Linked DNA regions of Mus musculus: regions 2, 3, 4, 5 and 6 are each linked to region 1. Evidence: chromatin contacts called from public HiChIP or PLAC-seq and promoter capture Hi-C data. All regions are on one chromosome and are shown on one strand. The core of a region is the stretch at or near the end of the contact, and the rest is flanking DNA. Distances in the headings are between cores, read along the strand shown.

Region 1 (5,172 bases), core at 1,118-3,617:
AAATTCCTGAATATAAGACTTCGAAGTGGGCTGGAGAGATGGCTCAGAGGTTAGGAGCACTGAGTGTTCTTCCAGAGGTCCTGAGTTCAATTCCCAGCAACCACATGATGGCTCACAACCATTTGTAATGGGATCTGATGCCCTCTTCTGCTGTGTGTGAAGACAGCAACAGTGTACTCACATAAAATAAATAAATAAATCTTTATTTAAAAAACAAAACAAAACAAAACAAAACAAAACCAAGACTTCAAAGCTAAGTGTGTAGCTTACACCTTTCATTTCAGCACTTAGGAGGCAGAGGCAGGTAGATCTCTGTGAGTTCAAGGGCAGCTTGTTCTACATAGTGAGCTCCAGCACAGCCAGGGTTATACAGAGATAAAAATAAAAATAAGGAGACACAATAACTAGGAGGGGCATTAAAGGGTATAGGTATCAGGAAGCTGCGGGTGAAGGGTTGTGTCTGCATGGTAGACAGTTGCCTCCCTTGGTTTTCAAGGTCTGAGGGAAGAATGGGGGTTGTAGTTTGTGGGCACATGCATCTGTGGACATGTGTGGACCCCAAGGTCAACTTAGTTTTCAGGAGTTGGTTCTCTCCTTTCACCTTGTGGGTCTGAGTGACTGAACTCAAACTGTCAAGCTGGTAGCCGGACCTGTATGTGATGAACCAACCATCCTCCTGGCTCAACACTATTGGGGTTGGGAAATCTGAAGGAAAAGAGATGCTGCCAGCTGCTTGTTTTCATACCAGTACTTATTGATACCTAAATATCATAAAACAAAAGAAAACAACAACAAAACATTAGTGTTGTGGGCTGAGAGTTGAATCTAGGGCCTCAAGCCCTTTATGACTGAGTTATGGCCTCAGCCATGCATAAACATTTTTTTTTTTCAACAGTGTTTCACTATGTATCTTTCTTGCTGGCCTGAAACTCACTGTGTAGACCAGGCTGGCCTAGAACTCAAGAGATATGACTGCTTCTACCACATGCCTGATGGGATCAAAGGCATGCACCAGCCCCATCCCGGTTAAAACCCAATGTTCATGAAGCTTTAAAGGGAGGGAATAAAAAGGAAATCTCGGCTGACCTGGTGGATGCATGCTTTTAGTCCCAGCACCTGGGAGGCAGAGGCAGGTGGAGGGCTGAGTTTGAGGCCAGTCTGGTCTACAGAAGTAGTTCTAGGACAGCCAGGGCTATGCAGAGTAACCCCGTCTTGAACAAAATCAAAAACAATTTCCTCTCCCATGATTTGTGCTTGTAAATTGTTACTGTACACACACATGGAGTCACATCTACCTCATTTACCCTTCTGCTGGAGAATAAAGTGAGTCTTCTGCATGTCACACAAGCCAGAACCCCAAAGGCTGTGTCCTCAGCTCTCTCCATACTTTTCCCTCTTGGACAAAGACTGCATTCACTCAAACCTAATGGCAAATTTTATAGTATTACAACAAACGTGTTGCTATGAAATAATGTTTTTTTTTTTCCCTTTTTTTTTTTTTTTTTTTTTTTTTTTTGGTTTTTCAAGACAGGGTTTCTCTGTATAGCCCTGGCTGTCCTGGAACTCACACCCGGCTTCCTTTTTCTTAAATCTTTACTTTTATTTATTCATTAATTTTTTTGGAGGCAGGGTTTCTTTGTGCAGTCCTGGCTGTCCTGGAATTTACTATGCAGCCCAGGCTGGCTTTGAACTTGGAGTCCTTTCTGCTTCCAGAGTGCTAGGATTAAAGGCATATGCCAAAACAACCGGGGCTTCTATTTTATTTTATTATTTTTATTTTATTACGTTTCATGTAGCCCAAGCTGGTTTTGAACTCAATGTAATTGATAATGTAAAGATAAACTTGCAGTCCTGATTACTAGTGCCTCCTCCTCCCAAATTTTGGGCTCACGTGTTTGCCAATCTGCTAGCCTTTGATAGGGTTTCAATAAAAGTAAAACCGTTGAGATTAAACTCTGTGAAATTGACTCTAACTTCATTGGCGTAGGAATAAGAGACAGCACAAGTTCAATTTATAACCTTGAACCCAGCGAAGATGTTAGCCAAGAATAGCGGACTACTCATAAGAGGAAAGAAAATAGCCTTTCAGCGCTATCAGGAGCTGATAGGGCCCTGGATATTTAATTTCACGCGAAAGTTGCAGGGCATGCCCATTCAAATTTCTTCCAACAAATCACAAAGGCGTATAGACACTTTCTTATCCGTTTATTGGTCAAATGGAAATCCCAGCCCTCCCTACCTCCCGCCTCTCACTAGGGAGCCAATTGGAAAAACTTAGGTTTCATCATCAAGTACTGTACTTGCTATTGGCTGTCCGAGCTGTCAATCTAGGGAAGGCGGGCCAGGCCGAACTGTCCTATTTAAGAAGAGGACAAAGGCGGCGCGCAGCTTGTGTCGTCCGCCATTTTGTGCTCAGCAAGGTGGCAACCACGTTCCCTGAGCGACTTCTCCGCTTCTGCCTCGACCGCCCCTTGACTACAGCTATGTCTCGGGATCGGTTCCGGAGTCGCGGTGGCGGCGGTGGAGGCTTTCACCGGCGTGGAGGAGGTGGCGGCCGCGGCGGCCTTCACGACTTCCGCTCTCCGCCGCCGGGCATGGGCCTCAACCAGAACCGCGGCCCCATGGGCCCGGGCCCTGGCGGCCCGAAGCCGCCGCTCCCGCCTCCACCTCCTCACCAGCAGCAGCAGCAGCCGCCGCCGCAGCAGCCTCCGCCGCAGCAGCCGCCGCCGCACCAGCAGCCGCCGCCGCACCAGCCGCCCCATCAACAGCCCCCGCCTCCGCCGCAGGAATCCAAGCCCGTCGTCCCCCAAGGCCCCGGCTCGGCGCCGGGGGTGAGCAGTGCGCCTCCGCCGGCGGTCTCGGCTCCGCCCGCCAACCCCCCGACCACCGGCGCCCCTCCGGGCCCTGGTCCAACCCCGACTCCGCCGCCCGCCGTCCCCTCCACCGCCCCCGGACCGCCTCCCCCATCGACGCCGAGCAGCGGAGTCTCGACCACCCCTCCACAGACCGGCGGCCCTCCGCCACCGCCCGCCGGGGGCGCCGGGCCGGGGCCTAAGCCGGGGCCAGGCCCTGGCGGTCCAAAAGGCGGCAAGATGCCCGGTGGGCCTAAGCCTGGAGGTGGCCCGGGCATGGGCGCTCCTGGTGGCCACCCGAAGCCACCACACCGAGGTGGCGGCGAGCCCCGTGGGGGCCGGCAGCATCATGCGCCCTACCACCAGCAGCACCACCAGGGGCCCCCTCCCGGCGGACCGGGACCGCGCACGGAGGAGAAGATCTCCGACTCGGAGGTGAGCGGGTTCTCGAGCAAAGCCGTCCGTTTCCCTAAGATGGCGGCGCCTGCCTACCCTCGGCGTTTTTTTTTCCTCTTCCCCCCCGCCCGCAGCCTAGAGGGCCTCCATTTTGTCCCCTGCCGGAAGCGCTCCTGCGCATGCTTGCGCAGGCGGGGCGGACGCGCGGCGGGCTGTGGAGGCCGCTAGGGATTGGCTTCCAGCGGGAGGGCATCCTCACGTCTTGGCGGTAATCCGCTAGAGGCTAGCGGTCCGGTCCCTTGGGACCCAACTAGTGCACGTCGGAGGCCTCTGTTTGGGAGAAAACAGGGCAACTTGGTGCTGTCTTCCTAGTCTGCATTTAGAGCTATTTGTTGACGTCAGAGGTGTATTGATTGGCGTTTGCTGATAAAGAGGCGATGTGTTTCAAAGCATTTTGTATACTCTGCTTCATATGGATTAGAGTTAGTGATCCTGTTGGATCCCCAAATATGGTTCAACCTGCTAGCCCTCATGGGAAAAAAGGGAGATCGTTAACGAATGCACGATGGCCTACTTTGGGACCACTAGACTTTTCCTGCTTTGGTGTATGAATTCCGTCCGATTTCTTTATTAGGGATTTAAAGCCAACTTGTCTCTCTTGCGGAGGCCTGGAGAAAAAACTTACACACAGCGCTGTCGGTTGTTTGTGGGGAATCTACCTGCTGATATCACAGAGGATGAATTCAAAAGACTGTTTGCTAAATACGGAGAACCCGGAGAAGTTTTTATCAACAAAGGCAAAGGGTTCGGGTTCATTAAGCTTGTGAGTGTAATTTTTTTCCCTTTTGTGAAAGTTTTTAGGCATGCTTTTAAATGGGAAGAATTAACGAGCCTTTAAGTTTTTTTCATCAATAGAAATCAGAATAGTGTGCATTGGGGCAGGACCTCAAAGACAGACCTTTAGCCCTCGGGGTGTTGGGAGGAGGCTTGAAGAAAGCTCTTAAGCGGTAGAAGTGGGAAGGGTTATTAAAAAATTGAGCACTAGCCAGTTTGGAAGTTGTTAAAAGTATTTCTGATATTTGCAGGAATCTAGAGCCTTGGCTGAAATCGCCAAAGCTGAGCTTGATGATACTCCCATGAGAGGTAGACAGCTTCGGGTTCGATTTGCCACACACGCTGCAGCCCTGTCTGTTCGAAATCTCTCTCCTTATGTTTCCAACGAACTTTTGGAAGAGGCCTTTAGCCAGTTTGGTCCTATTGAAAGGGCTGTTGTAATTGTGGATGATCGCGGAAGATCTACAGGGAAAGGCATTGTTGAGTTTGCTTCCAAGCCAGCAGCAAGAAAAGCATTTGAAAGATGCAGTGAAGGTGTTTTCCTACTGACAACGTAAGTTGTCTTTAGTTCATGCTTTCTTTTTTTTTTTTTTAATAATTTTGAGGGATAGTCGAAATAAAATTGGAAGTTAAGATGAGGAATAATTTCTGTTACTAGGACTCCTCGCCCAGTCATTGTGGAACCACTTGAACAGTTAGATGACGAAGATGGTCTTCCTGAAAAGCTGGCCCAGAAGAATCCAATGTATCAAAAGTAAGACTAAGCTTTTTGGTGCTCTAAAAGAGAAGTTAGTGATTTCTAATTTTGCTTAGAACTTTTTAGAACATTAGAAACTTTTTAGTCTGGGTTTTGGCTGGTTGGTCTAGAATTTTTCTGTTGTCTAGGCTGACTAAAACTCTTGACAGTCTCCTGACTTCTGTCACACAAGTGCCAGGATTATAGGTGTGAGCCATCATGCCAGTGTTATGAATACATTTTACAGTGTTTCTTGAATATGCTTAATACACATCTCTGTCTCATCTATTTTCTTATTTATTTTTTCTTTTTTGAGAACAAGGATTCTCTGTAACCCCCTGGTTGTCCTGGAAC
Region 2 (5,172 bases), core at 1,074-3,573, 940 kb before region 1:
GCCTAGCAGGCACGAAGCCCTGGGTCCCTAGCCTTTCATGGTGCAAGCCTACACTCCCAGCATCAGGGATGTGGAGGCAGGAGGATGAACAGTTCATCAAGGTCTTCCTGGGCTTCATGGTGAGTTTGAGGCCAGCCTAGAGTACAAGAGAGCCTGCCGGGGAGGAAACAAAACCCGTGGATCACTGGAGTCATTTCCCCAGACAGAATGCACGTCGGAGCCGTGACGTGACATTCAAGCGCTAAGGCTCCCTGGCAAAAGATACAGAATCTTAAGTAACCGTGGAGGAGAAGTAGCCAGTGTCCCTTTGCTGCGGAGGGCCACACCACCTCCCTGTGATACTTTCTGTGTCCGCAGTGCTGTTCCTTCTGGGGCCTTTTCTCAGGGAAGAAGCAAACTGGGAGCTTCTTTTCCCAACTCAGTTGTGTTCTGAACTCACAGCATCTTTCTGGCTGCCTTTTACTATCTGAGAATAATAGCAGTGTGCCCACCAATTAGGAGGGAGTCAGCGACCTGGCTGGGTCACAGCACTGTTTTCTGTTGGTGCCAGGTACAGTGCGAGTCGTCCTGTGGAAACCCACATGTCTGCAACATCCAAGAACGCAGCCTCCAGGGCACAGGTGAGCTGCTGCTCTCTCCCTCTCCTCCTTGATTCTTTCCCCACACTGCCCCGGGGCGGGGCGGGGCGGGGCTTTGGCTTTCAAAGCTAGTTAACTTTCCCCTCAGCCTTACATGTACCCAGATTTCTAACTGTGGCTTTGCTCAGAGCTTTCCAGTGATCTGACTAATTAGGTAATATGGGGACTGGTTCATTACAATTAAATAGGAGCCAAATACCAGGACATGGCAAATAGCTTTGTAACAGAGCCGAGAGGCCTGTGGCTGCTGGATCCAACATGCATGCAGATACATGCATGCAGATGAAAATGTCAAAGCATCCCTTGTCAAAAGTGCTTCCTGGTCGTCAGGACCTTCTACCTTCCTTTAAAATGAGGTTTTCATCCCTCTGAGTTCCGTATGCGCAAACTCTGGGACAAACCATGGACTGTTCAGTTATTGAGTGTTCATGGAACCAAGTCCCAAGGTGTTGGGTACCAGCTTGGCGTCGATGTGGTCCCACCCCGAAGAGGCTTTTGGTTCTCTGGGAAGGACAATGGTAGAAACGAACAGCGAGATGGAAAGACACTGACAGCTTACGCCAGAAGACCGTGCGCTCTGTCCTCTGGGGTGGGAGCAGGGGGCAAGGGAACACAATGGTTTTCAGGGGCAGCGGCACGGAAATAGGGCTCCGGAGTAAGCAAGACACCGCATAGCAGGGGAGGAGAAGTGGGTGCCAGCCGTGGTGGTGGGATGAGCACAGGCAAAACAAGGAAAACAGTATCCTTTCTGGAGCGGCAGCGAGTCTCCACATAGCTCCATCTTCTCGCCGCAGAAGCAGGCGGCAGAGGCTTTACTGGACAGGACGACACCGGGGCCTGATTAGAGAAGGTTGTAACTCCTTTTTTGTTTGTTTGGTTGGTTGGTTGGTTTGGTTTGGTTTGGTTTAATTTGGGTTGGGTTTTTTGGTTTTTCAAGACAGAATTTCTCTGAGTAACTCCTGGAACTCTCTCTGTAGACCAGACTAGCCTCAAACTCACAGAGATCCACCTGCCTCTGCACCCCACCCCACCTCCAGCGCTGGGATTGAAGGCATGCGCCACCATTGAGCTCCATTTTCTCCTTTTTCATTTTTTTAAGATTTATTTATTTTATAAATGTGAATACACTGTAGCTGTCTTCAGCCACACCAGAAGAGGGCATCGGATCCCATTACAGATGGTTGTGAGCCACCATGTGGTTGGTGGGAATTGAACTCAGGACCTCTGGAAGAGGTCCTCTTAAACACTGAGCCATCTCTTCAGGCCTCCATTTTGTTTTTTGGGGTTTGTTGTTGTTTTTTTTTTTTTTTTAGTTTTGGTTTTTGGTTTTTGGTTTTTCGAGACAGGGTTTCTCTGTATAGCCCTGGCTGTCCTGGAACTCACTTTGTAGACCAGGCTGGCCTTGAACTCAGAAATTCACCTGCCTCTGCCTCCTGAGTGCTGGGATTAAAGGCATGCCCCACCACGCCCGGCTTCCATTTTGTTCTTTATGCGGTAGTCAGGGGACTTTGTTTCAAGCAAGACAGAAATAAGAGAGTGTGTTTTCAGTAACTGACAGTAGTGAATTGACAGTAGTGAAGAGTAGAGCCCAGATCCACGTAAGAAGGTAAAGTCTAGAAAGGGTGGTGAGAGAGGAACGGCCTACTGTGTTCCTGGATGTCACCACCAGAGGGCAGTATGGGAGTTCCTCCAGAATGGTACCCACTGAGCTGCAGGCCTGACAGGAGCCGCCTGGCAGAGGGAACTGGACCTGACTGAAGAGGAAGCAGGGCCCTTCTCTCCTCCCGAGGAGGAAGATAGTCTGAGAAGTGTGGTCCCTGGGGCATTCCACTAAGCTTCAGAGTTGAAAGTCTGTGGTTTGCTTCTTTGCTGGAGTCCCACTGCTGCTGAGCTTGCTTTATTATTCCGGCTAAGCTTGCTTTCTGTGCATTAGTTGTACCCAGAAATAATTTAAGCTGTTATTATTTTTGCTTTGTTGTATAATTCTTCCCTGCGTCTCTGGGGTCTTGGCAGGAAATGTGTTTGCCCTGTGTGGCTACAAATCACACCGTTGTTTCTACAGGAAAACATTGTTCCAAACCCTCTTGCCAAAGAAGAGCTGAATTTCTTGGCCAGGCTAATGGGAGGGATGGAGATCAAGAAGCCGAGTGGCCCTGAACCAGGATTCCGACTGAATCTGTTTACGACCGATGAGGAAGAGGAGTATGCGTTAAGCCTGCTTGTCTGTCTGTCTGTCTTTCTTTTCTCTTTTTTCCTTTGTCTTTTTTTTTTTTTTTTTTTTTTTGGACAGGGTTTCATATAACCCAGATGGCCTCAAATTCACTATGTAGCCTTAAAGTCCTGATCCTCCTGCCTCTGCTTCCGAGGTGCTGGGATTACAGGTGTGTGCCTCCGCACTCCATTTATATGAGATCAAATCCAGGGCTTTTGTGTATGTTGGGTCTAGTACCCCACAAACCAAGACAGTTCCCCAGTCCTAAACCCGTTCTTTAAAGATATATAATGCATTCTTGTCCCTGTGGCTTAGATGGAGTGTAAATACACATATAAACCCCTACGTGGGATAAGAACACAGACACGACAACTGCAGACCAATACACACAAGCACAGATGCAAAAGTCACCAGTGACCAGCAATCCATGCTGCCCTGAATACAGACTCCCTGGGGCTTCCTGAAGTCACTCCCCCAAAAGCTCTAAAAGGAAGCTAAACAAGAAGTGTTAGGATGTGTTAGGAGATGACTGGACTGAGCTGGCAAGATGGCTCATCAGTTAAAGGCCCTAAGACCAGGACCTGCATTCCAGCTCCGGGACAGAGGGAGAACCGACGCTCACAGGTCATCCCCGACTCCCACGTGCCTGCCATGGCACGCGGGCACACACTCATGAACACACACAGATATGGAGTGTAGGACCCCCAGCTGTCCCCAAGTCATTTAAACTGACGGACCACAGATGTCTTAGTGGAGGCTGATTTGCACTCTGGATTGGAGGGGCCTCCATGTGACCTGGGCCTCAGAACTTGCTGAGAGAAGAGAGGGAGAGTGTTGGCAGATAAGCAAAAACATGTGACTTTCTGAAATATAAGGATGGGGGGGGGGTGTGAAAGGGCAGAAGGAGACACAGAGAAAACAGGTGTCCATGTTCTCATGAGGTGGCTCACCGTACTAGGAAGAGGAATCATGAACCGTGTAACCTTAGGCCTGTCTCTTCCTGCCTCCTGTAGACACGCAGCACTGTCCAGGCCGGAGGAGTTGTCCTATGAAGTCATCAGCATACAGGCTACACAGGTATGTGAGGGGCCTCACGGGCTCTGGACCTATCCTCCTCAGCACTATCCTCCTTGGAAAACTTTTGCTCTTCAAGCATGGAGATGGCTCAGTGGTTAAGAGCAGTGCTCAGCACCCATATGGTGGCTCACAACCATCTGTAACTGCAGTTACAGGGGATCTGTGGGCACTAGACATACAGATGATGCACACACATACATGAAGATAAAACACTCATACACAGAAAATAAAAAGAAACCTTCATGAAAATTGGGCAGTGGTGGTGCACGCCTTTACTTCTATTTTACTTGGGAAGCAGAAGCAGGCAGCTATTTGAGTTCAAGGCCAGCCTGATCTACAGAGCAAGTTCCAGAACAGCCAGGGCTACACTGAGAAACCTGTCTCAAAAAACAAACAAACAAACAAAACAAGCCAAAAGATCATCAAAAGCACCCTATTCTGTTTTTCCCAAAGCTGAACCCTTGATGGCATGATAATTTAAGTACTTCCTGCCCCAGAAAGGACACGCCCCTGCAGACGTCTCCTTTTCTCCTCTCTCCACACTTCCCACAGGACCAGCAACGGAATGAGGAGTTGGCCCGGATCATGGGTGAGTTTGAGATCACAGAGCAGCTGGAGCAGAACACCAGTAAGGGAGACGACTTGCTGGCCATGATGGACAGGTTATAGATGCAGATGGGCACGCCCTAGCCCTCCCTCAAGAGACTGCCTTAGACCACCCTGGACACGGATGGCTGGGGATCTCATGTGCCCCTGCTGGATTCCAACCAAGGCCTGCACCTTCTAGTCCATTTTTAAGTCAGAAAAAAACTGTGACGACCTCTCGGAGAGCATCCATTTCTGAAGCCACACACATTTCTGTATTTTCAGCAAAATATATTCTTGCTCTTAACCCAGACCTTCCCCATTATTCTCAACTCAATGATGACTATGGGCGCCTCCTGGGCCATTGCGGGTTTTCCACAGCGTCTTTCCTGCAGGGACCAGCGTCCTATGCGTGCCTGTAAGGACAAAAGAGCAACACCTGAAAACACAGGAGGGGGATCCAGGCCATTCTGGCTGCATAACAAGATAGATCTTTTAAAAAACCAAAACCAAAACAAAACAAAAAAAAGTTTGGGGACTCGGGGAGTAAATGCACTAGCCATGTACACTTGGTGACAGAAATTCGATTCCTAGAACCTACATGTCAAAAACCTGCTTTGGGGACTAAAGAAATGGCTCAGTGGTTAAGAGCACTGGCTG
Region 3 (5,172 bases), core at 1,433-3,932, 870 kb before region 1:
CGAGCAAATTTTACCCGGGACCCCCTTCTTAGCCAGTGTACTAGTGCTGGGGTCATGGGGACACTGAGAGACTTGACAAGCCATAGGAGGCCCTGAGTGAGTCCCCTTTTCCCTTCTGGCTAAGCCAGGGCCCCGAGGCCTCTTCCAGTCTGGATCTCTCAACACCCCCCCCCCGCCCCCATCCCACCCACCCCCCTCCCGCTGTGACCTGCCAAGACCTGCCTTTCCTGTTTCCTCCCTGGGCCTTTCCAAGATGACCAATTCCTGATCTCACACATAGGAGGACAGAGATGGGCCAGCCAAAGGACAAGTGGCCAGGCAAGCAGAGGAGCCCTGGTAGAACAAGCAGAGATCTGCAGGTGGATGCAGGATGCAGACAGTGGATGAGAGTCCAGCCACCAGCAAGAAACAAGAGGCTGGACAGAACTACGTCTGGCAGGTGCAGGAAGCTGGCCACTGTGGACAGCCATCTCAGCCGAAGAAGGCTTTAGGTACCTTCTCCAGAACTCTGCTTCTGAGTCATCAGGGCCACGGAGTCACTTCTCATGCTTAGCTACGAGCAGCCTGCTGAAGAAGGTAACACTCTATTAGGACGCACCTGTCTGCAGAGTCCAGTACTCTCAATACTCCCCTTGTCTCAGCCTGTCTTCCCGAGGACGGATCACATCTGATCCAGAGGTGGACACAGAGATGTTAGCTCGGCGATGCAGACTGCGTCGTGGAAGCCCATGTCAAACCCCACAGGATAGCCATGCGGATGTCACAGAGAACAGGTATGTGCCACACAAAGTCAGGTCCAGTCTCCTCACTACATACAGTTGTACAAGCTAAACCGCAGCACACACTAATATGTAAGTGGCTGGCAGGCCATGTTTGTCAACACATTCCCAGTACTAGTTATTCTGTATGTGTTTAAGCCACACATGCCTTGGAGGGACAGGGCTGGCCATGTTCACCCACAGGCATCACTGATGATGTTGAAATGTTGCCTGCTAGAACCCAGAGGGTCCCATCCTTGCTCCTGCCTGGTTTTCCTCTCATCTTGCTGGTCTGCTGTAGAGGAGACCCCTTAATGTATGGGTTCAGGGGCTGAGGCTTTAGACAGACTCCCTTCTCCCTGTTCTCTGGAACTGGGTGACCCACCTATTTCCAGGATGCTAATCTCATCTTGTCTTGCCTGCCTCGAAAACTATCTTCACTCAAAACTATGTCCACACAGCAACTCCCTTCAGACTACCAACTCCTCCTCCTCCTTCTTCACCACCATCACCACCACCCAGACCACTCCTTTCCTGAATATTTGCAACACTGTTCTCTCTGCTTCTACTGTTTGTTCGTTTTGTTTTTTTGTTTTGTTTTTTGGAGACAGGAAGGGATTTGGGTCTACATGGTACATGGTGAATTTTCTGAGATTTTTTTGTAGACCAGGCTGGCCTCCAACTCAGAAATCCGCCTGCCTCTGCCTCCCAAGTTCTGGGATTCAAAGGCGTGCGCCACCACGCCCTGCCCTCTGCTTCCACTCTTGCCCTGCTGTGGCCAAGCCTATCTTGAGCAGCTTCAGGAGTCTTTCCAATGTGTGGCGTGGGGACTGACACTCTCTAACTTAAGCCTCCAGGGGTTATCACTTCACTTCCAATGAAATCCAAGCTCCTGAGTGATCTGCAAATCCTGTGTGGTCTCCGATCAGTTACTTTCCCCTCGAACCTCTCATGCTAGCTCCGTCTCTGCATGCCAGAAACTCCACTCATGCTCCCATCCTACCCTTTGATCCTGCCTTAGACAGGCTCCCCGAGATCCTGGCATGGCTGCCCTCTCCTCAGGACTGAGCTCTTACCTGGGGCGTCTCTGTGAGAGTTACTCAAGATGTTCTCCATCACATTAATGCATTCCACTACCTTCATGACACCTCACAGCCCCTTTGAAGATGCCTGCCTCCTGAGGGCTTGTAACCTCTGACCTCTGCAATTCCTTTTTTTTTTTTTTTTTTTTTTTTTTTGGGTTTTCGAGACAGGGTTTCTCTGTATAGCCCTGGCTGTCCTGGAACTTATGCCACACTAAAATGCTGAGGCAGCATTATATGCAAATAGGTAAGTACGCATGGGCCAACGCATGCTTACAAAGCAGACTAAACACAAAAATACCCAGGTCTGAGCCAGCTTGGTCCTTTCTCCATCTCCTCTTGACCCCTACTTGAACCCAGGCGGGCTTGGAGGAGTCGGGGTCTGCAGCTTGAACAGGGAAGGGGTTAATGGCCTCCAGGCTTCAGGCAGCGCCTACAGCTATGCCTGCAATTTCCTCTGGCCATTCTTTCCCTCCTCCTTCCCAAGATTCCCGCCAAGAAGGCCTCCCCCTCACCCCAGCTCCAGCGTAGGGAGGGGAAGGGGGTTGGCCAGGAGAGTAAGCAGAAAGAAGAGGCCAGCTGCAGATCCCCCCCAGCGCACTTCGGTCCCAGCCTTGAGCCCAGGTGGAAGCACACGTGTGACTCTGGGCAGGTCCGGCTAGCAAAGCAAGCGAGGCTGTTCCCTAGCGCCGAGGCCCCCGCTGGGGTCTGCAATATGCTGGGACCTGGCTCACCGCCGAGTCCGACAATCATTAACCTTGGGTGACCACAGCAGCTGGACACACTCAGCCAGGGCACTGGGAGGAGGGGCTGAGAGATCCCTTCTCCGAGGAAAACCAATAAGGACGCGGGGGTGCCGGCTGCCTCTACTAGGTCTAGGAAGGTCTGGAAGGATGAAGGGGTTTGGACCCGCCTCATCCCAGGAGGAGCCAGGCACAGGAAAGTAGTTTGGAGCCTGCGCGCTAGAGTAAGAGCGTTGTGGGTTCAAATCCTGACCGTGTGGCAAAGGTCTTCAAGATCTTTGACTCAGTTTACTTCATTTGCAAATTGGAGATTTAATGGTAGCCACATTCCAGGGTTGGCTGGCTTAAATGAAGGGATGTCTACGGGAAGCGGGAGGGGAGGTAACCTGCCGCCAGGGGCTCCAGGCCTTAGGGATGTTTAGTAACTAATGTTGTTGTTAGTACTGGCGGGGGCGGACCCTGTGAGCGCCCTCCCCAGCGGCTTCCTGTAGGGGAGCAGGGGCCGCCCCCTCTCCCCTTCCTCCAGGCGCTCTTCCTCCCCGCCTCTCCTCCCCGCCCCGCCCCGTCCCTCCTCTTTCCTCGGAGGAAACTTTCCGCCGGCTGGTCCGTCGCGGTGTCCGGCCGCACCGCCGTGCGAACCTGGTAAGGCGGACGGGGCGGCCCGGCCTGGGTGTATGCGGCCACCGGGGAGACGCCACTGCCGGGGCGAGGCTGCGGGACGCTGACGGGTGAGCGAGCCGGGCCGGCCGAGGCCCCGCGGGTGGAGGGGTGCAGGAGGGAGGTGGAAGGGGAGCCCGAGGCACCGCCTCGCCCTTCCGTGCGCTGGGCCTCGCCTGGGGACCCCACGAGGGGGCGGAGCGTGTGCGCCCTCTCCGCCGCTCCCGGGGATGGAGAGGCGTCTGCGGGGGAACAAGGACTAGCAGAGTCCAGATCTGCGATCCAGTGAGGCGAACCGCTCCCTCGCCCCACCACCACCCCAGGGTGGAGGAGCTACGCGAGGAGCGAGCGCCTTGGGCTCTGGAAGACCTGACCTGGGTGACCTCGCAGGCTGACAGGCGAGCTGCATCCCAGCAGCATGGATGCCCCAAGAAGGGACATGGAGCTACTCAGCAACAGCCTGGCAGCCTATGCGCACATCAGAGGTGAGGGCCAGGCCTGGGGGCACGGAGCCCGTCCATCATAACCCAGGCAGCCCTCCACTCCTAGCTGCTCACCCTGTCCTTGCAGCCCTTCCGTTCCTTGCCCCAAGCCTAGCTAGACCCTGGATCTCTCCCAGATGGGACGACTCCAGCCTGTCAGGGCCCCCTGTGACCTCCGCTCCCTGCTCCCTAGCTAACCCCGAGAGCTTCGGCCTCTACTTCGTGCTTGGCGTCTGCTTCGGCCTGCTGCTGACCCTATGCCTGCTGGTCATCAGCATCTCCTGCGCGCCTCGCTCGCGACCCCGGACCCCTGCTCCGCGCCGGGACCCCCGGAGCAGCACCCTAGAGCCGGAAGACGAGGACGATGAGGAAGATGAGGACACCATGACGAGGCTGGGTCCCGATGACACGCTGCAGGGCCAGGAGCTGTCCACAGAGCCCGACGGGCCCCTTAGTGTCAATGTCTTCACGTCAGCAGAGGAGCTAGAGCGGGCACAGCGGCTGGAGGAGCGTGAACGAATCCTGCGGGAGATCTGGCGCACTGGGCAGCCAGACCTGCTGGGCAGTGGCACGCTCGGGCCCGGAGCCACGGCCACGCTGGGACGAATGCACTATTACTGACACCCGGCCCCTCAGCGTGGGGCCAGAGTACTGGATATGGGACTGCCTCAGGGCCTTCAAAAAACTGCCTCTGCCCCCAAATCTCTTTGGTGCTATTGGGCGTCACATCGCCGCCTGCTAAGCACTCTTCATAGGGCAGGTGTGGGTGGGAAAAGAATGCCAGCTCCCACCTTCTCCCGATAATAATGACCAATGAAAGGTAGTCTTGGCGACTCAGTCTCTCACTGGTTACTACTGCTTTCAGCAGGCCTCCAGGCTCCAGCCCTGCTGCAGGGGAGTTCCAGAGCTGTGGGAGTAACTTATTCCTTTTGCGGGTTGCACCCCCTCTGGGGGTCCAACCAGTGCATGCTTGTGATCACTTCACAGATCAAAGGAACAGACCCAGACACGCCTCTTGCACACAGGGCGGATACTATGAGCATTCCTCACAAATACGGTAGCCGGTGGCCGGAACTAGCCGGTGTTTGGACAAATGTCACCTAGTCCCCAGCACCTATGACCTGCCATAGGATGCCGTCATTGCAATCACAGGGAGGCCTAAGGCTCCAACTTTGATGCAAATTCTATTAGACTTAGTGACTGAGCAGATACTTCTAGGCCAAAAATCATTCCAAGTGACTGGGCACAGGAGTCCCTTTGCGCAGAGGCTAATTGGGAGGAGCTGGGCCCAGAGACGGCTGGCTCCACCCCTTTAGCACACAGCTGGCTCCCTGAATCCAGCCCAGAGTCCAGGCCCCTCCACCCTGCCTCTAGCATAGGGCTGGTCTCCGAAGGAGACTACCCCCACCCCCAACCATCCGGTGGATAAAAATAGCCTTGCACAGGCCTT
Region 4 (5,172 bases), core at 688-3,187, 820 kb before region 1:
GACAAGTTCTCACTATGTAGTTCTAGCTGGCCTGGAACTCAGAAACCTGCCTACCATTGCCTCGGAGTGTTATGATTAAAGACAAGAACCACCACACCCAGCCATCCAGACATGTAGTAACCTTCAACCAGTTCTTTTTACAAAATGTAATCAAACCAGAGTGGTGGGCTCACCTTTGCGAGGCAGTGGGAGGCTGGAATCTTGGGTCAACCAGAGATACACAGTAAGACCCTGTCTTCAAAAAACAAAACAACACACACAAAAACAAGTTGGGTGTAGGGGCAAAAGCCGCTCTAAGGTAGAGGTAGGAGGCTCAAGAGTTCAAGGCCAGTATCAGCTACATACAGAGTTCAGAGGCCAGCCTGGACCTTGTCTTAGGCAAAACAAAAATTAAAAAAAAAAAAAAAAAAAAAAGCAATCATGCCAAAATAGCTGCATTTGCGCAGGGGCCATTGCTAATCTTCTCTGTATCGTTCCAATTTTAGTATGTGTGCTGCCAAAGCAAGCTCGCTGCATTACTTTTTGATTCACTAAGTACTAATATTAATTCAAGATACACATCTGCAAATTAACTAAAAACTACAAAGACCAACTTTTCTCCACAAGTTTCAAGGCACCAGCCGTCTTTAACATTTATACAGAATAATATATACACCTAAGCTGTCTAAATAATAGGATTGACTACACACGGACAGTATTTCCACAAACAAAACTAGGAAAGATCTGAAAAAAGACAGTTGGATACATGCCTTTCGACTTAGGACCCACAATCGAAAACTCCCATACCCGGTAACAAGGGGTTAACCGTCAGTGAATTTCGTTGAATATTTACACTAAAGGTAGCCAGGGTTGTGCACTGCCATTTTAGAAAAAGAAAAAAAAAAACAAAAAAACTTAAGTACGTTAAAGTAAAAACTGAAATTTAAACGCAAAAGCTGATAAAGCCGTCTTTCTTGGCTCTGTCCTATAACGTCCTTGCCATATTGTTTCTATCCAATTAGCAAGCTCCTCGTTAACATAGGACTCTCACCGATGGCTTCCAACTTCTGGGCCACCAATGTTGCCGCCAACTACCGCCGCCACGCTCCACCCATTAAGAATCACAAGAGCAAAGAAAATAAGAGAAAAGTTGTTTAAGTGTGGGACACAACTGCTTCTCACCAGCAGGGCACACGCCAATCACCGAAGGAACGCAAGTCGGCCTCACTTGCAACCAAAGGAAGAAAGTGGGAACTATTTTTCCGATAGGAAATAAACTTGGAATAGGCCTCTTTTGGCCAAGAGAGGAAGAAAACAAAACAAAAGAACAAACAAGTTTAAAAAAAAAACAAACACAGAAGAAGTACTAACATTTAGTGTGCTAGCAGCCACATGGGCCCTAGAAGACAGAACCAGGCCAATGGAGACTGGTGGGGGAAGGGCGTGCAAGAGTTCCCGGAAAAAAAAAATTCAAATAACGAGGTTCGTAAAACAGGATTTGGGGGGCGGGGGGGAGATGGAGTTGGTGGAAGCCGTCGTTCCCGCACAGTGCACAGAAGTGTGCAAGCTGTTTCAGAGAGAAGGCGGCCGGAGCCCGGAGAACTAGGCCGGAGCGGAGGGAAGCGGAGAAGGGCGGGGAGGGGGAGGAGCCGATGGAGCAGGGCCCGCTCGGAGCAGGCCCGGGCCGAGCGTGGAGGAAGCCGCCGCACGCTAGGCCTAACCCTCGCCGGGGCCCAGCCGGCGCCCAGAAAAGAGGAAAACCCCAACACACAGAGATTAGCTGAGCTGTCCTCACTCCCATCAACTGCGTCCACTCACCTTGACCGGCCGGAGCGACTACAGCTGCAATCTCGCAACGGCACAACCGGCCCGAAGCTCGCCCCCGCCCGCTAGCGCGCCCCGCGTCCCCGCTCTCCGACGACGGCGGCTACCGCCTCGCTCCGCTACCTCCTGGGAAATGTAGTCCTAGGTTTCTCTCTCCTGACTCACCGGACGTCCTCTCGAACTCTATTTCCCACAAGGCAGAGCGAGCGTTGGGCCCGCCGCTTTGCGTCACGCGCCCGAAGATCGGCGGTCACGTGGGCGACTGCGTTGCGCCTCCGTTCCCCCCTCCCCCCGCTCCCGCCTGGGTGGCCTGAGGAAGAGGGAGGGAGGTGGACGGAAGGGGCCCGGGCGTTGCTGACGCCACTGCCCCCACCATTTTGGAGAGGCCTCTCCGGGGGACTGAGGGAGGGCCCGAGCCCCACCCACTCGTCTTCTGCTTACGTCCCCGGAAAGTCTCTAGTTTGGTGGCCATCAGGCCTCTTGGCATTCGTTCTGTGCCTTACCCTTCCCCTGCTTTCTGACCTTGAACAGATCGTTGTATAAAGTGAGGCTCATAATTTGTACCTCACAGAGTTGTTGGGAGGTCCCCGACAAAGGAAGGCACTTGATCACCCGGAACCCAGAAAACGCAACGCAAAATGGAGAAGAGTTGTTTTGATAGTGTGATCTCAGGGGACCCAGAAGTCCGTTGGATCTCGGTCTCTCCTACAGCCACCTCCTGTCCCATTTAATGGCAATAAGAGCCCAAAGAGGTTTTTAGTTTGGGGATTTTTTTCATGGGGAGCGGGGATTCTAGACAGGGTTCTCGGTATACTGAAATACTCTAGGTAGAGCAGGCTGGCCTCAAACTTGGCCCAGAGAAGTTTTTTAAGAACATGGGCCCAGGAAGTATATTAGTACCTGTGGAACCACAAATGTCCTGGAAAGTGAAACCCTGGGATTTGTGTTTTCTCCTTGGTTTTTGTTTTTTGTTTTTTTTTGTTTTTTGTTAACTTTAATTTTTAGAACAGAATCTCCCGTTGTATGCCAAGCTGTCCTGGAAATCACCGGGTAGCACAGGCCGTCCCCTAAACTCAAGGCAGCCTTTTCGTCTCAGCCTCATTCATGACTGCTGAGCTTACAGATGTTAAGTCACTACGAGGCTGTTTCTCACATGGTCACTAAGGTTTTTTAGAGCAGTTTGGTTTTCTCTGCACTTGCTTGCCTTAGTGAATCCTGCACATGTAAGCGTTCAAACGTCACCTTTTCTGTCATGCATTTACGAGCTACTGTACTGCTGTAGCTATTGAAACTGTTCCTGTTCAGATGGAAGGAAGGGTATCCAGGGATTCGGAAGGCCCAGGAACCGCTACGCTCTGAGAGGAAGCCTCTTCAGCAGAGGCATTGCAGCTCGGGAGCCTCAGCCCTGATCTTTCTTCTCTTCTTCTCTTCATGGCTTCTTTTCTTCTTAGCTTCTTCCAATGAGAAAGCCATACCAGGCAGCAAATCTCATAAAGCAGATTTATTGGGAGGGTTTGGGGTACAGAACAAAGACTCGAAGAGTAGTGGCTGTTTCTGCTCCTGGCAAGTGAACGAAGGACAGGGGTTATATATATAGGATTTATTCGGAGGCGGGGCTTTTCAGGGCATGCAGAGATTTCCGGAGTAAGGATTGGTGGGATCTCAAGTCCTGAACTTGGGGAGCTCAGGGATTGGTGGCTTTCCCCCACCCTCTTTCCTGTATTGAGCCCATGGATTAGAACAGGAAGACCTTCCCAGCTGCAGGCGGCTTTGACCTGACGGACACTGGAGACTTGATGCCCCAGCTGTGGTGGTACTTCGTGATGGCTGAGGTGGGAAAGCAGTTGCCGCCATTTAGACAGTTCCTTAGGTGTGCTGCCCAGGGACTACACCTATAATTACTAAAGCACCTGTTTTGTCACCAGCAGACTGTGAGCTCTTTGAGAACAGATGTTAGGGTCGGTCTGGTTTGGTATTAAATGCTAAATTCTGTACCCCAAGATCTGGTTGTCCCAAGACGAGCCAGTTCTCATGTGCATCAGCTTTTGTCATGCATACCAACACCAACAGCAGCACCAGAGCAGCCCCAGCAGGGATGATGAGTGTTGATGAATTTCTCCACATACCAGGCCAAAGCAGACAAAACACACATCGATCGGTAAACTTTTCTCACGAGAGAAAAGTCGCCAAGCTCAACTCAATCTGTAAGCTCTCTGGCCTCAGTAGTATTCTACGTAATTCATACTTCCCCACTTGTGAAGCATTTCCTGTGAGCTGCATACTCTGTAATTCCTCTTGAGACGTTCGGTTTCGATTTAAACTTCAGTTTGCAGGTTTTCTGGATGTCTACTACATGCCATGCCTAGTGCAAAATACTGCAAACACACTGATAAGCTAGACGAGTACCATCTGCCTCTTCACTGGCCCAGAAACTGTCGCAGGGGTCTGGTCCTCACCCTCTCTTCTCATCCAGTCTCGTCAAGTCCCCTACTCTCCTCCACTGATCCCCTGTGTTCACAGCGCCTTTACATCCATTGATGTGATTAGCTGCTTAACTCTCATTTCTAAATGTCTGGGAGCTACCATGCTTCCTGACTTCCCACAGGAGTGTCAAGCTTAGCCTGTCTATAACTAAATTTTCCTTCCCTTCTCTAGAGCACTTTCTAATTAATTTGATGTGATGTGTGTGTCTCCATCCTATGGTTGGTTGACTGATTGTTTTTTGTTTGCTTGGTTGTTTGGTTGGTTGGTTGAATAGTTTGGGTTTTTCAAGACAGGGTTTCTCAGGTAGCCCTGGTGTCCTGGAACTCACTCTGTAGCCCAGGCTGGCCTCAGACTTAGCTATCCACCTGCCTCTACCTCACAAGTTCTTACCATACCCGGCCCTGAGCATCCTTTACTAGACTTTGAGCTCATCTCAGAGAACAATTTATCACTCCTTTTAAACAGACATTTATTTACAGATGCACTGATGCCACAGCACACACTGGAGGTCAGAGAACAACCTGCCAGAGTCAGAGTCATGTGTCTCTTTCTGTCCTGGGGTTCCAGGGATCAAACTCAGGTCACCAAGCTTGGCAGCAAGCACCTTTACTCATTAAGCCATCTCACAGCTCCTATTCCTCTTTTCCAAAATTTTAAAATCCTGTTTACTTTGTGTGTGTGGGTATTTTGCCTCCTCCATATCTGTCTGTCTGTGAGCCATGGGCATGCAGCACCTGAGGATGCTGGAGAGGCAGTGGGATCCCCTGGTCTGGGAGTTGAAGCTGGGTTCTCTGGAAGTATAGCCAGTGATCTTAACCACTGAGCTATCTCGCCAGCCCCACCTCTCTTTTAAAGGCAGGGTCTCAAGGATAGGGATGTAACTCA
Region 5 (5,172 bases), core at 1,692-4,191, 730 kb before region 1:
GAGGAAACCAAGGCACAAGAAGATAAGTGATTGTTTTCAATGGTCTGTAGCGATGTGTTGGCACTTGGATTTGAACCCTGGCAAGCTAATTCCAGAATCCATGGTATCATCTTCAATCCCTGTGGCTTAGTTAGCTCCAATCCCCTCTCTGAGTGCTCAGCCCCAAGAGCCACGTGGAGGACTTGCTTTTCACACTAGTGATGGGGGGAAGGCCCCAGCTGTCCATCCCTGCCTGTGTCCTCTTGGCTGCTCTGACATGGAGTCCCCACCTACCCACCTCTTCCTCAAGCAAGGCTCCAGCTTAACTTTGCTGTACTTCCTCTGGGCTGGCTCAGGCCAGAAAGCAAGACCTGAAGACCTCCCTGGTAGCCCCCAATTTGAAGGGTGGGATGGAGTACGCCCAGGCTTGGGGGTGGGTGGGGGTGAGAGGCGCCGCTGAATAGTGGTGGGGCTGCTGTGTACCTTGGCAGGGGGACAGCGAAGTGGGAGGCCCTTGGAGGGCAGGCAGGAGGGGGAAGGGGCAAGACTGAGACAGCCCTAGGCTCTCTCTGTTCCTTGTGGTGTCCTGTGGATCCCTCAGCTCCTTCCAGTTTAGAGACATAGCGACCCTCACCCAAACCTCGGTTCATCTAAACTCCTCTACTCTCACCTCCACCTCTTTTCCTGGGATGGCTCTTCAGCCTCTGCAGCCTGGTTACCAACCCTGTCCTCGACTCTAACCACCTGCCTGTAGCTGAAAGGGCCACTTTTCTGTGAGACCTGCCTGCCCCAGTGGGTCTCTTTAGCAGTCTAGAAAAACACTGGCTTTGAGACTATTGTTCTCCTGGCTCTTGGTTTCCTGCCTCAGCCGCACCTCTCAGGGCTTTGCAAGTCCCTCTTCTGTCTGGGTGGATGCAGGTGACCCATGCTGTGTCCTGGGGCTGGGGCTGGGGTTGTTCCCCCAGCTTCTGCAGGTCCCAACAAGCACTGTAAGCCCATAGGTTCTATTTCCCTCTTGGATCCTTGGAAGTGCCACAGACTCCCATCGCTCCCCAGATACCTTCCTGGGCTTTACCATTCCCAGGCCACTAACCAGAAACCCCAGACACCTTTCTCTCTCTCTCTCTCTCTCTCTCTCTCTCTCTCTCTCTCTCTCTGTTTTTCTTTCTTTCTTTTTTTTTTTTTTTTTTTTGATACGGGGTGTCTTAGGGTTTCTGTTGCAGTGATGAAATACCATTACCAAAGCAACTTGGAGAGGATTTATTTCAGTTTATATTTCCAGGTGACAGCCCATCACTCACTCAGAGAAGTCAAGGCTGAAACTAAAACAAGGCAGGAACCCGGAGACAGGAGCTGATGCAGAAGCCACGGGGGGTACTGCTTACTTTACTGGTTTGCTCCCTATGGTTTGGTTTTGTTGGTGGTGGTGGTTGTTTTTTTGTTTGTTTGGTTGGTTGGTTTTTCGTGACAGGGTTTCTCTGTGTAGCTCTAGCTGTCCTGGAACTCACTCTGTAGACCAGGCTGGCCTCGAACTCAGAAATCTGCCTGCCTCTGCCTCCCAAGTGCTGAGATTAAAGGCGTGTGCCACCACGCCCGGCCCCCACTCCCTAAGGTTTGCTCATGATGTTTTCTTTCTTTCTTTCTTTCTTTCTTTCTTTCTTTCTTTCTTTCTTTCTTTCTTTCTTTCTTTCTTTCTTCCTTCCTTCCTTCCTTCCTTCCTTCCTTCCTTCCTTCCTTTCTTTTTCTTTTCTTTTCTCTTCTCTTTTCTTCTTCTTCTTCTTCTTCTTCTTCTTCTTCTTCTTCTTCTTCTTCTTCTTCTTCTTCTTCTCCTCCTCCTCCTCCTCCTCCTCCTCCTCCTTTTATGTTTGTTTTACTAGACAGGGTTTCTCTGTGTAATCCTGTCTATCTTGGAACTCTGTGGACCAGGCTGGCCTTGAACTCACAGAGATCTACCTGCTCCAGCCTCCTTAGTGCTGAGATTAAAGGCATGTGCCAGTGCAGCTGCCGCTGCTGGTACCACCACCACTGGTTTCTGCCTGCTTTCATATAGAACTCAAGACCACCAGCCCAGGGATGGTCTCCACCAAAAATGGGTTGGGTCCTCCATCACGAATCACTAACTAAGAAAATGCCTTGCAGTTGGATTTTATGGAGGCATTTTTTTTCAATTGAGGTTCCCTCCTGTCACATAACTCTAGTTTGTGTCAAGTTGACATAAAACTAGCCAGCACACAAGATCTATGTAGTCTTGGCTTTCCTAGAACTCACTAATATAGACCATAGCTGGCTTAGAACTCAGAGATCTGCCTGCCTCTGCCTCCTGAGTGCTGGGATGAAAGGGATGAAAGGCATGTGTCTCTCCCTCCCCTCTTTTAAGACGCCTCTCCCCAGCCCCCAAATCCTGTCCATTTCATTGCTGCAGCTCCTCTCTGGGATGACCTTCCTTCCAAAATGCATGTCTAAATGTTTGGACCATCCCAGGACTCCCCGTGGCCCTCTCTGTTACCTGTGCAGCAGCGACCTGGCTCTTTCAAAGTACAGATCTGGTCACTCCAGAGATCTCCATGGCTCCCCATTTCCCTGAAGGTAACATCTAACCAACTTCAGTAAGGCCCTTGCCTGCCTGTGTTCACTACACCAGCTCAGCTCACCAGACCCTCAAGACCTCCTTTCCTTCCCGCTGAGTCCTCCTAGCTCAACCTAGGTCACCGTGTCGGGGGAGTCTTGAGTCTTATGTGGATTCCTTATGAATAGTGCCCCATGGACCACTCCGTGCGCCCCACCCTCTTTGCAGCGCCGTTGTCTCCTGCAGCCGTCTAGGGCAGGGGTCCGCGGAGCTCAGAGGCTGCTAGCCCGCTGCGCTGCGGACGGGCGGGGCGCGCACCCTTGGCTGTGGCTGTGGAAAGAGCAAGGCGGAGGCCCCGCCCCACCGCGCCCCTCCCGCCGCCCGCCCACTCGGCCGGGGCGCGGGGCAGCGGGGCAGCGGGCAGAGCGACGCGGAGTTCTGGCGGTGCGGACCCCGACGACGCCCTGGCCCCGAGCCTGCGCCATCCGGGTCGCCCTCGAGCGCCGGAGCGCCGCCCGGAGGCCGCCCTGCAGGTAAAGGCGGGCAGCATTGCGGGGTTTTGGGCTGGTGGGGGCCCCGAGGGCCGGATGCAGCCAGGTGTCCAGCCCCGACGGGGCGCTGTGCCTCAGGCCCCAGTGCGAGGACAGGACCTGGAGGCGACTAGCGCTGGGGGGTGGCCGGAGGATGAGGGGGTGCTCACCCGTCCCCTGGACGTAACGAAGATAGAGCTCCCTGTTTCCTCCCTTTCCTCCCTCTCCAACACTGGACAGTGGCTCCGGGTATGTTACTTCGCTTCACCTGTAAAAAAACGGGAATAGCAAAATTGCCTTCGAGGTGAGGTTGAGGAGAGAAGGGGAGGTGAAGGGAGCATCAACGTCTACCTTACCTTCTCTCCCCATCTTTCTGCCATTTCTGATTCTCCTGCGACCTCCAAGTTACTTGGTTTTCTGTCTCTACCCCCAAGTTCTTTCTATTTGGAGTAACCTGGCAACATCTACCGACACTGAAGACAGGCTCTGAGGAATGTTTCTGCCAGAGGCTCTGCACCCCCACGCCCATTGAGACTTGTAGGGACTGAGGAGGTTGTGTCTGACCAAAAGTGGCTGGGGTCCCAGGTCCTTGGAATAGCTTTCCGGTGTCTCCCCCACACTGAGCCCAGGAGGCTCTGAGATAGAGAACAGCTATCAGCCAGAAGACCTCTGGAGTTGCACCCAGGAGGGAGGGATCTGAGTTTGCTTGGAGTGTGTGTGTGTGTGTGTGTGTGTGTGTGTGTGTGTGTGTACACTCGCGCATATCTGCTAGAAACACTTTGTCCGGGAGAACAGCCTAGACTCCTCACACAGAAATGCATCTGACCTTTCAGGGTACCCTGCCAGCCCAGAAGTCTTCCTTCACTTGCCTGCCATGGAAGCTGGGGGCGGGGAGGACAGAGATGCTGGAGGGTGTGCAGATAGGGTCTCTCAGTAGGGATAGCGGATCCTCACTGGCCTGAGCAAAGGGATCCACCCCCGCCGGGGAGGAGTGTGTGTGTGTGGGGGGGGGGGGTCACAAAGAGAGCTGGTGGTCTTGGTGGGGAGTCTGGCCTCCCCTTGATCTGATGAATACAGATGGAGACATGGATACACAGAGCCCTCTAAAAAGATAAGTCACATACAGCCGCGCTCCCTCCCACTGAGACTCACATATAATCACACACTGAGGAAAGACTCATTAGACACACAGGACCACACTCTTACCACAAACGCTAAAGCAATGACACGCATGTGCACACGCGGTCTCCAACAGACACACAGCAAGCCCCCATGTGGTCCAGCCAGACATACTTCCACAGGATAGTTGTACACACGCACCGGTTCACACTCTACATGCTCACTGGGGTCTCTCCGGTTTCACTTCGTCTACCCCTGTGCACATGAGCGGTTCCACTTTGGCCCAGAGGAAGGGAAAGAAAGGAGGGAAGGGAATGCGTCTTTTAGCAAGAGGGAGGGAAAAGATACCAAACCCGGCTGTCAGCCCAAGCCCCCAAACCCCACTGCTTCCCCGCTCTGGGCCCCAGCCAGACCAAAGGATGTGAGTCCAACTTCCCTGCCCCGCTGGCCCGAAGCTTACTCCAGATCCTCAGTGACAGGCATGGGCCTCTTTGTAGGGAAGTGGCGGCTCAGAGGAGCAGGTCCTGAGGCTCTTACAGAGTCGGGTGGATGAAACAGAGGCACCAACATCTCTCGTGTGGAGTGCACCTATGGGCTCTGGGTGCCCATTGAGGCACACAAGGAAGGGAGGTACTGTACAAACCAGTTGCAGGCAGGGCTACGAGTATGGCGAGAGGAGGATCTGAGGTAACTCTGTAAGGCTTTCCACGATAAGGAGAGTTTCCTTCCATTGGGTCACACAGTAGGGAGTTGAGGGACCATACTGTTTTGAAGTCAGGGTTCTTAGGTTATTATCTAGAGACCCGGGTGTGAGTTGCCTAGTGGCACAGACTGGGAGTGACTGGCTGTTCCTTGCTAAACATGAAGGGACCCATTCTTCTTCTAGGTAGGGAGATCTTGGCGGAGGCCAGACAGTGTAAGGAGACAGGTAGCTAAGTGAAGTGGTTGCCATGGGGACGAGAGGAGGCATTGATAAAG
Region 6 (5,172 bases), core at 1,639-4,138, 700 kb before region 1:
CAGGACCTTTGGAAGAGCAGTCAGTGTTCTTAACCTCAGAGCCATCTCTCCAGCCCTGATTTCTGAAGGGAAACTTTCCACTCCCTTCCTCCCTCCCTCCTCAGCATCTTAGCCTGCTTGGACTATATGCTTTCCACCTCCAGTGTGGCTTTACGCACTGCCACAAATTCTTTTTTTTTCCGAGACAGGGTTTCTGTGTGTAGCCCTGGCTGTCCTGGAACTCGAACTCAGAAATCTGTCTGCCTCTGCCTCCCAAGTGCTGGGATTAAAGGCGTGCGCCACCACTGCCTGGCTGCCACAAATTCTTAAGTAGGACATTGCCTCCTTTTCAATTCATTCGATCTGTACACAAGTCTCTTCCAGTTTGCTCCCATCCTTTCCCATCTTCCATCTCATGGCTCCCCTGCAGGCTCAGGACCAATCAATCCTAGCACTTGGCTCAAACCCTTGCAGCTAGGTCTGCTCCCTACCCCCACCCACCTCATCTTCATCTCCCCTAGCTTCCGGTATTCTGGAATCGCCTCCTCCTTTCAGTTTGTGTTTGGATGGGTATGTCTGCCTTCATGCTCTTAACTGCTGAATTATCTCTGCAGCCCCCTTTGTTTCTGAGACAGAGAGGGTCTCACTGTCAGTAGTCCTATCTCGCCCAGGGCTGTGTAGACCAGGCTGACCTCAAACTTGCTGACATATTCCCACCTCTTTCTTGTAAGTGCTGGAGTGCTGGGGGGTGGGGGTGGTGGTGTCACATGTGTGTGGCACCACATTCATATTCTGGTACTTTTTTTTTTTTAACCCCTCAAGACAGGGTTTCTCTGTGTAGCCCTGGCTGACCTGGAACTCACTCTGTAGACCAGGCTGGCCTCAAACTCAGAAATGAACCTGCCTCTGCCTCCCGAGTGCTGGGATTAAAAGAGTGCGCCCAGCCCTACTCTGATACTTCTAACATGCCACACTCAAAGAGGCTACTAACCTGCTAGGACAGGACCTTTGCTTCACTGAGAGAAGACAGTTACAGAGAATGGACTCGTCTAATGAGTGCCTCCCGGATCCTTCAGATAGCCAGTCCACTCCCTCCTTGTTGTTCAAACTCCATTTCCCCTCTTCTCAGGTGGCCCCTGTGTCCCACGTTCATAGCTGTAAACACATTCCTAGTCTTTGCCAGCCTGGTCATAGGTAAAGGTCACCCTCGCTCACTGGGGTCAGGTGTTGCTCTTTGCCCTTCTCTCTATATGCTCAGCACATGTCTGTGAGTGAGGGGGCACTGTGTGTCCTCCCTCCTTTTGCTCTGTGCCCTGGTCTTCCTGAGGGAGCCGTTCTTCTTTAGTCCTAGCTGGAGGACTGACCTCCTGCCTAGTTAGACGGCAACTTGAAGGCATCCATCTCTTATTGCCAGTCCCTTATGTAGGACTGGGCTCCAGACTCAAGTTGCAATGTTCGTAGAGTTGGAGCAAAGGAGAATCTCTCTCGTTCTCTCTCTCTTTTTTTAAAGATTTATTTATTTGTTATATGTAAGTACACTGTAGCTGTCTTCAGACACCCCCAAAAGGGCATCAGATCCCACTGCAGGTGGTTGTGAGCCACCATGTGGTTGCTGGGATTTGAACTCAGGACCTCTAGAAGAGCAGTTAGTGCTCTTAACTGCAGAGCCATCTCTCCAGCCCCAAGGAGAACCTCTTCTGCAGTGTTACTGGGACCATACTGTAGGAAAAGGAGACTGCCAAAGTGAGCTCCCCCCAAAGGGAAACTCAAGGCCAAGAGGAACCAAGCAAGCTAGTTAGGAGTTGAACTCCTGGACTTAGCACTGCTGGAGGCCAGAACTTCCTTTGGACTCTGTCAGTTCTTTCCACTCAGACCCTCTTAAAATGTGTTTCCTGCAGCCACAGGGTCCCAACTACCACTCAACCTAAAACACACCTTTTTTTTTTCCATCTTACCAAACCATAATGAAATAAAATTTGTCTTATCTCTGCTTCCTTTAACACCCGTTTTCCATGTTCTCGACCAACTCGACATGGTTTTCTGGGTCCAGACTACCCTGACTTTTCTGTAACACACCAGTGTCCTAGTCTTGAAATTCTTTCCTCTGGTTTTGTTACCATCCTTCCTACTTCTCGGCACACCCCGTCCTTCCTCGCTCCTTCCCCTACCTCTAAATGCCTCTTAACTCGTGGAGTCCTCTGGGGTTCTGACGACGGCCCCCTTCTACTATGTTACATGCTCTTCAAGAAGAACCAAGTCTTCTACTGACATCTGACCTGGAATCTGAGGACAAGCTGCGTTTGCAAGCGAAAGGAAGGGACATGTCTTAACAGGCTAGGGACAGCCCTCGCCGACGCCCACATCGGGCCAGCAGTTTGAGAAAGCTGGTCACGACGGAACTGGCCACGCGGGAACTGGCTCTAGCCAAGGTTTTAGGCGAGGCCTGCGCTCTGAATGTGGTCATGGCTGGAGACCTACAACCACGGAGAGCTGGAGCAAACCGATTCGATCCAGGGGCCTTCAGCCTCGTGACTTCGTGGGAGCTCGCCGCAGGAGCCTCCACCTCGGCAGCCTAGTCTGCGCGCGCGCCCCCGAGTCTCGGTCCCCTCGCCCAGGGGTGGGGACCCGATCGGTGGTGCCCCGCCCACCTGTCCGCGCGCTGCCCGGCGTGCCCGGGTCCGGCTCCAGGCTCTCGACGTGACTCAGGACTGATGCCAGGCTGACGGTATCGTGTGCCTCGTAGACAGCGCCCACGCAATCTCCCAGCAGCGCGCCCGCCAGGCAACCTCGGAAGCGCGAGATGGAGCGGGCCGCACTTGCCCCGCCGCCCCCCGCCGCCGACATCGCTGTAGCTGCTGCCGCCGCAGCCACCGCCATCCGCGCGCGGACTAGTCGCCACTTCCGGCATCGATGCTGCCGCCTCTTTGGTCGTCTCTTCCCCGCGGCCCCACAGCGCCCCCTTGTGGCCCGGAGTCTCAGCCTACGTCCTACCCCACAGCGCCACTCAACGGCTGGGAGTCTCAGCGCCCCATAAGTACTCGCACGCTTCGCTTTGGCGCTCCCTACCTTCTCATTTGTAAATGGCACCACAAATGCGGCCGACAGCTCCCTAAAATCCCGCGGAGGACCCTTTGAAAAGCACCTGAACAAGAATGTTGCCCACTCAAAGCCACTGCTGCCCGCGGGCGATCACCTGTATCTTTACACCCGTATTCCTTCTGGAGTCGCTTTGGACTCGACCCCTATGAAGTCTAGGCGACTCCATCGCTCAAGTGGACTGTCTCACTCGGTCAGCCACTCTCATGGGGTAGCAGAAAAGAGCCTGGCTTGAGAACTCCATTTTTATTATTTTACTGTCCCCTCACTACTCCCCCCTCCCACCAATCTTGTGTCTTCCCTCAGCCGCCAAAGCCTAGGTTAGCTCCAGCTGGCAGATTTTGAGTGGACTCAGTGTGCGGTTTGTCGTGCGCGTGAAGGTGTCCACCTGGGGCACAAATTTCTCAGCCGGCACCGTCAGCTTGCGTCGGGTGTCCATACACTTGGTGTCCAAGAGCAGGGTGTTGGTCTTGCACGCGATATCAGCCTGTATCCGGGCCAGGTGCTTGAACAGGGCATCCAAAGCGTTCCTGTAACGCAAAGCATCGGGAGCTCAGAGCCCTACATCAGGCTGCAGGGGCCAGGACATCTCACCAGCATAAAGCCCAGAGAGACCAGCAGGCACTACGGCCCCATGGTTGAGCAGTGCCCCCCACTATTCCTGCCCACTCTCTAAACCTACTGTGTTTGGGCCAGCTTCTGCTTCATGGTATTGATGGTTGCCTCTAACTGGTGGACTTCATCAATGAGGCCATACTGTGTCTGAAGACAGAGGGGCAGGATGGGGTTTTCAGTTCAGCCGCAAGACCCTTCAGCTGGTCGCATAACTGCCTTGGACCAGAATGCTTGTTCCACAAGAAACGTGCGAAGAGGGGTAATACTGAGGTCTCCTTAGCAGACAGGGGTGGTCCCCACCGGGGCCCCTTGTACCTGGTCCCGGCAGAGCTCCACATTGGACCGGTAGGTTCTGGACTCCAGCCGGGTATGTGCAAGCTTCAAGTTCATCATCTTTCTACGCAGGTCCTCCTCCAGGCGCCGAATGTCTCCCTGCAGCTCGGCTATCTCTTCTAAGGTCTGTGGCAGACATTACTGTTCTCCACCGGCAAGACTCACACTAGGGCTCCCAACTGAAGCTTCAGGGCAGGGTTCCTTATGCCCTGCCTCACAGCATGGTGGGAAAGGCAGGGTGGTGGGGTTGGGGGAGGGTAAGGGGGTGGTGGTGACACTCACATTTTTCTCTTGCCACTTGAGCTCACTGTAAAAACTCTCCATTTCCCGAAGCCGCTTCCTGAAGGTGAATTCTGTTGCAACCCTCTGAGCGTCCAGTTCATTGTTGGTCTGCATGAGGAGGGTGAGCCAGGCCAGAAGAGGGTGTCATGGCCTTGTGAGATTGCTGTTTGAAGTCAGGGAAGGGCTAACATGTGGTCAGTGTGGAAAGAAAGACAGAGGTGAGTTGGGCTTAGTCACCTGAGCAATAGCTAGGGCAATGGCTTCCCTCAACTCTATGGACGCTTTCATTTCGGCCTCTGCCCGGTTCTTGTTGAATCGAGTAAATTCATCCCACTGCTGCAGTGTGGTGGAGCTGTGGAGGCAAGCAAACAATGGGGGTCACTGGGGCACACAAGGAAACGATGGGGTCACAGGGACACACAAGGAAACAATGGGGTCCTAGGGACACACAAGGAAACAATGGAGGTCACAGGGACACACAAGGCACACAGAAAGGACTGACTGAAACACTGGTCTTACTCTTTGGGGATGCGTGTGGGGTTGACTTTCAGAGAGATGTTTGGGGAAGTGAGGTTGAGAGAGAGGCAGCCCCTGTCGATCTCCAGTGTCTCCATTTTGTCCCGGTGGTCAGAGTTGAGTTGCTGCCGAATTTCCTGCAGGAGACTGGAGAAGGAGAAGACACTGGAGCCATGGCTCCCAAGGACCAGGACGCGAGCCTCACTGGACTGCAGGGATACTGAAGGTTTGTGGTATGTGTGTGTGCGCGCATGCTTGTGTGTGTGTGTGTGTGTCTGTGTGTGATGCATGTGCTGCTGCATCTAAGACAGAACAGCCTTATGAGTGTCCCTCAGAGTGTACCTCAGTCAC

The links. Promoter capture Hi-C pulls out the DNA fragments that hold promoters and counts their contacts. HiChIP or PLAC-seq counts read pairs in DNA pulled down with a chosen protein or histone mark. Capture Hi-C pulls out chosen DNA fragments and counts their contacts.
Region 2: a promoter capture Hi-C map of the HPC-7 cell line shows a contact between it and region 1. The contact joins the enhancer-like site here to the promoter of Sfpq in region 1. A contact is called at or near these places in 2 of 39 promoter capture datasets (the HPC-7 cell line and pre-B cells), 1 of 484 Hi-C or Micro-C datasets (B cells), 2 of 115 datasets of contacts at active chromatin or transcription factors (fetal liver and memory CD8 T cells) and 2 of 9 other capture datasets (adipose tissue and liver).
Region 3: a contact with region 1 is called in a FOXA1 HiChIP or PLAC-seq map of pancreatic cancer cells. The contact joins the promoter of Eva1b here to the promoter of Sfpq in region 1. A contact is called at or near these places in 3 of 115 datasets of contacts at active chromatin or transcription factors (bone marrow-derived macrophages, extraembryonic endoderm stem cells and pancreatic cancer cells) and 3 of 9 other capture datasets (adipose tissue, liver and pancreatic islet).
Region 4: a contact with region 1 is called in a promoter capture Hi-C map of liver, with 3 times the contacts expected there. The contact joins the promoter of Thrap3 here to the promoter of Sfpq in region 1. A contact is called at or near these places in 4 of 39 promoter capture datasets (the C10 cell line, hematopoietic stem and progenitor cells, liver and 1 more), 4 of 484 Hi-C or Micro-C datasets (B cells, CD4 T cells and regulatory T cells), 5 of 115 datasets of contacts at active chromatin or transcription factors (Th17 cells, effector CD8 T cells, large pre-B cells and 2 more) and 4 of 9 other capture datasets (adipose tissue, embryonic stem cells, liver and 1 more).
Region 5: a contact with region 1 is called in a promoter capture Hi-C map of adipose tissue. The contact joins the promoter of Col8a2 here to the promoter of Sfpq in region 1. A contact is called at or near these places in 1 of 39 promoter capture datasets (cranial neural crest), 2 of 115 datasets of contacts at active chromatin or transcription factors (memory CD8 T cells and pancreatic cancer cells) and 1 of 9 other capture datasets (adipose tissue).
Region 6: a promoter capture Hi-C map of liver shows a contact between it and region 1, with 4 times the contacts expected there. The contact joins the promoter of Adprhl2 here to the promoter of Sfpq in region 1. A contact is called at or near these places in 6 of 39 promoter capture datasets (the 3T3-L1 cell line, cranial neural crest, hippocampal neurons and 2 more) and 3 of 115 datasets of contacts at active chromatin or transcription factors (astrocytes, embryonic stem cells and memory CD8 T cells).

What each region holds. Positions count from the first base shown.
Region 1 is chr4:127,018,934-127,024,105 of GRCm38.p6, forward strand. It overlaps Sfpq (splicing factor proline/glutamine rich (polypyrimidine tract binding protein associated)), which reads left to right and starts at 2,368. Exons shown (of 10, transcript NM_023603.3): 1 at 2,368-3,287; 2 at 3,883-4,071; 3 at 4,334-4,635; 4 at 4,741-4,836. The coding sequence starts at 2,484.
Region 2 is chr4:126,083,843-126,089,014 of GRCm38.p6, forward strand. Oscp1 (organic solute carrier partner 1) reads left to right here. Exons shown (of 10, transcript NM_172701.3): 7 at 551-620; 8 at 2,701-2,840; 9 at 3,864-3,927; 10 at 4,480-5,172. The coding sequence ends at 4,596. Among named protein-coding and RNA genes, the nearest start is that of Lsm10, 10 kb to the right of the region's middle. Within about 2 kb of position 2,324, at least 67 of the 459 cell types and tissues checked have an H3K27ac peak or open chromatin away from gene starts, as enhancers often do. A contact at or near this core is called in B cells, the HPC-7 cell line and adipose tissue, where this site is marked.
Region 3 is chr4:126,145,321-126,150,492 of GRCm38.p6, forward strand. Eva1b (eva-1 homolog B (C. elegans)) reads left to right here and starts at 2,683. Exons shown (of 3, transcript NM_172145.3): 1 at 2,683-3,311; 2 at 3,631-3,725; 3 at 3,916-4,554. The coding sequence starts at 3,659. The coding sequence ends at 4,343.
Region 4 is chr4:126,200,773-126,205,944 of GRCm38.p6, forward strand. It overlaps Thrap3 (thyroid hormone receptor associated protein 3), which reads right to left and starts at 1,938. Exons shown (of 12, transcript NM_001356455.1): 1 at 1,798-1,938. It overlaps Gm25323 (a small nuclear RNA gene), which reads right to left and starts at 505; the gene lies at 403-505.
Region 5 is chr4:126,283,853-126,289,024 of GRCm38.p6, forward strand. It overlaps Col8a2 (collagen, type VIII, alpha 2), which reads left to right and starts at 2,942. Exons shown (of 4, transcript NM_199473.2): 1 at 2,942-3,078.
Region 6 is chr4:126,318,815-126,323,986 of GRCm38.p6, forward strand. It overlaps Adprhl2 (ADP-ribosylhydrolase like 2), which reads right to left and starts at 2,889. Exons shown (of 6, transcript NM_133883.2): 1 at 2,628-2,889. The coding sequence starts at 2,856. Tekt2 (tektin 2) reads right to left here. Exons shown (of 11, transcript NM_001357262.1): 6 at 4,825-4,968; 7 at 4,543-4,657; 8 at 4,306-4,413; 9 at 4,006-4,149; 10 at 3,758-3,837; 11 at 3,307-3,605. The coding sequence ends at 3,392.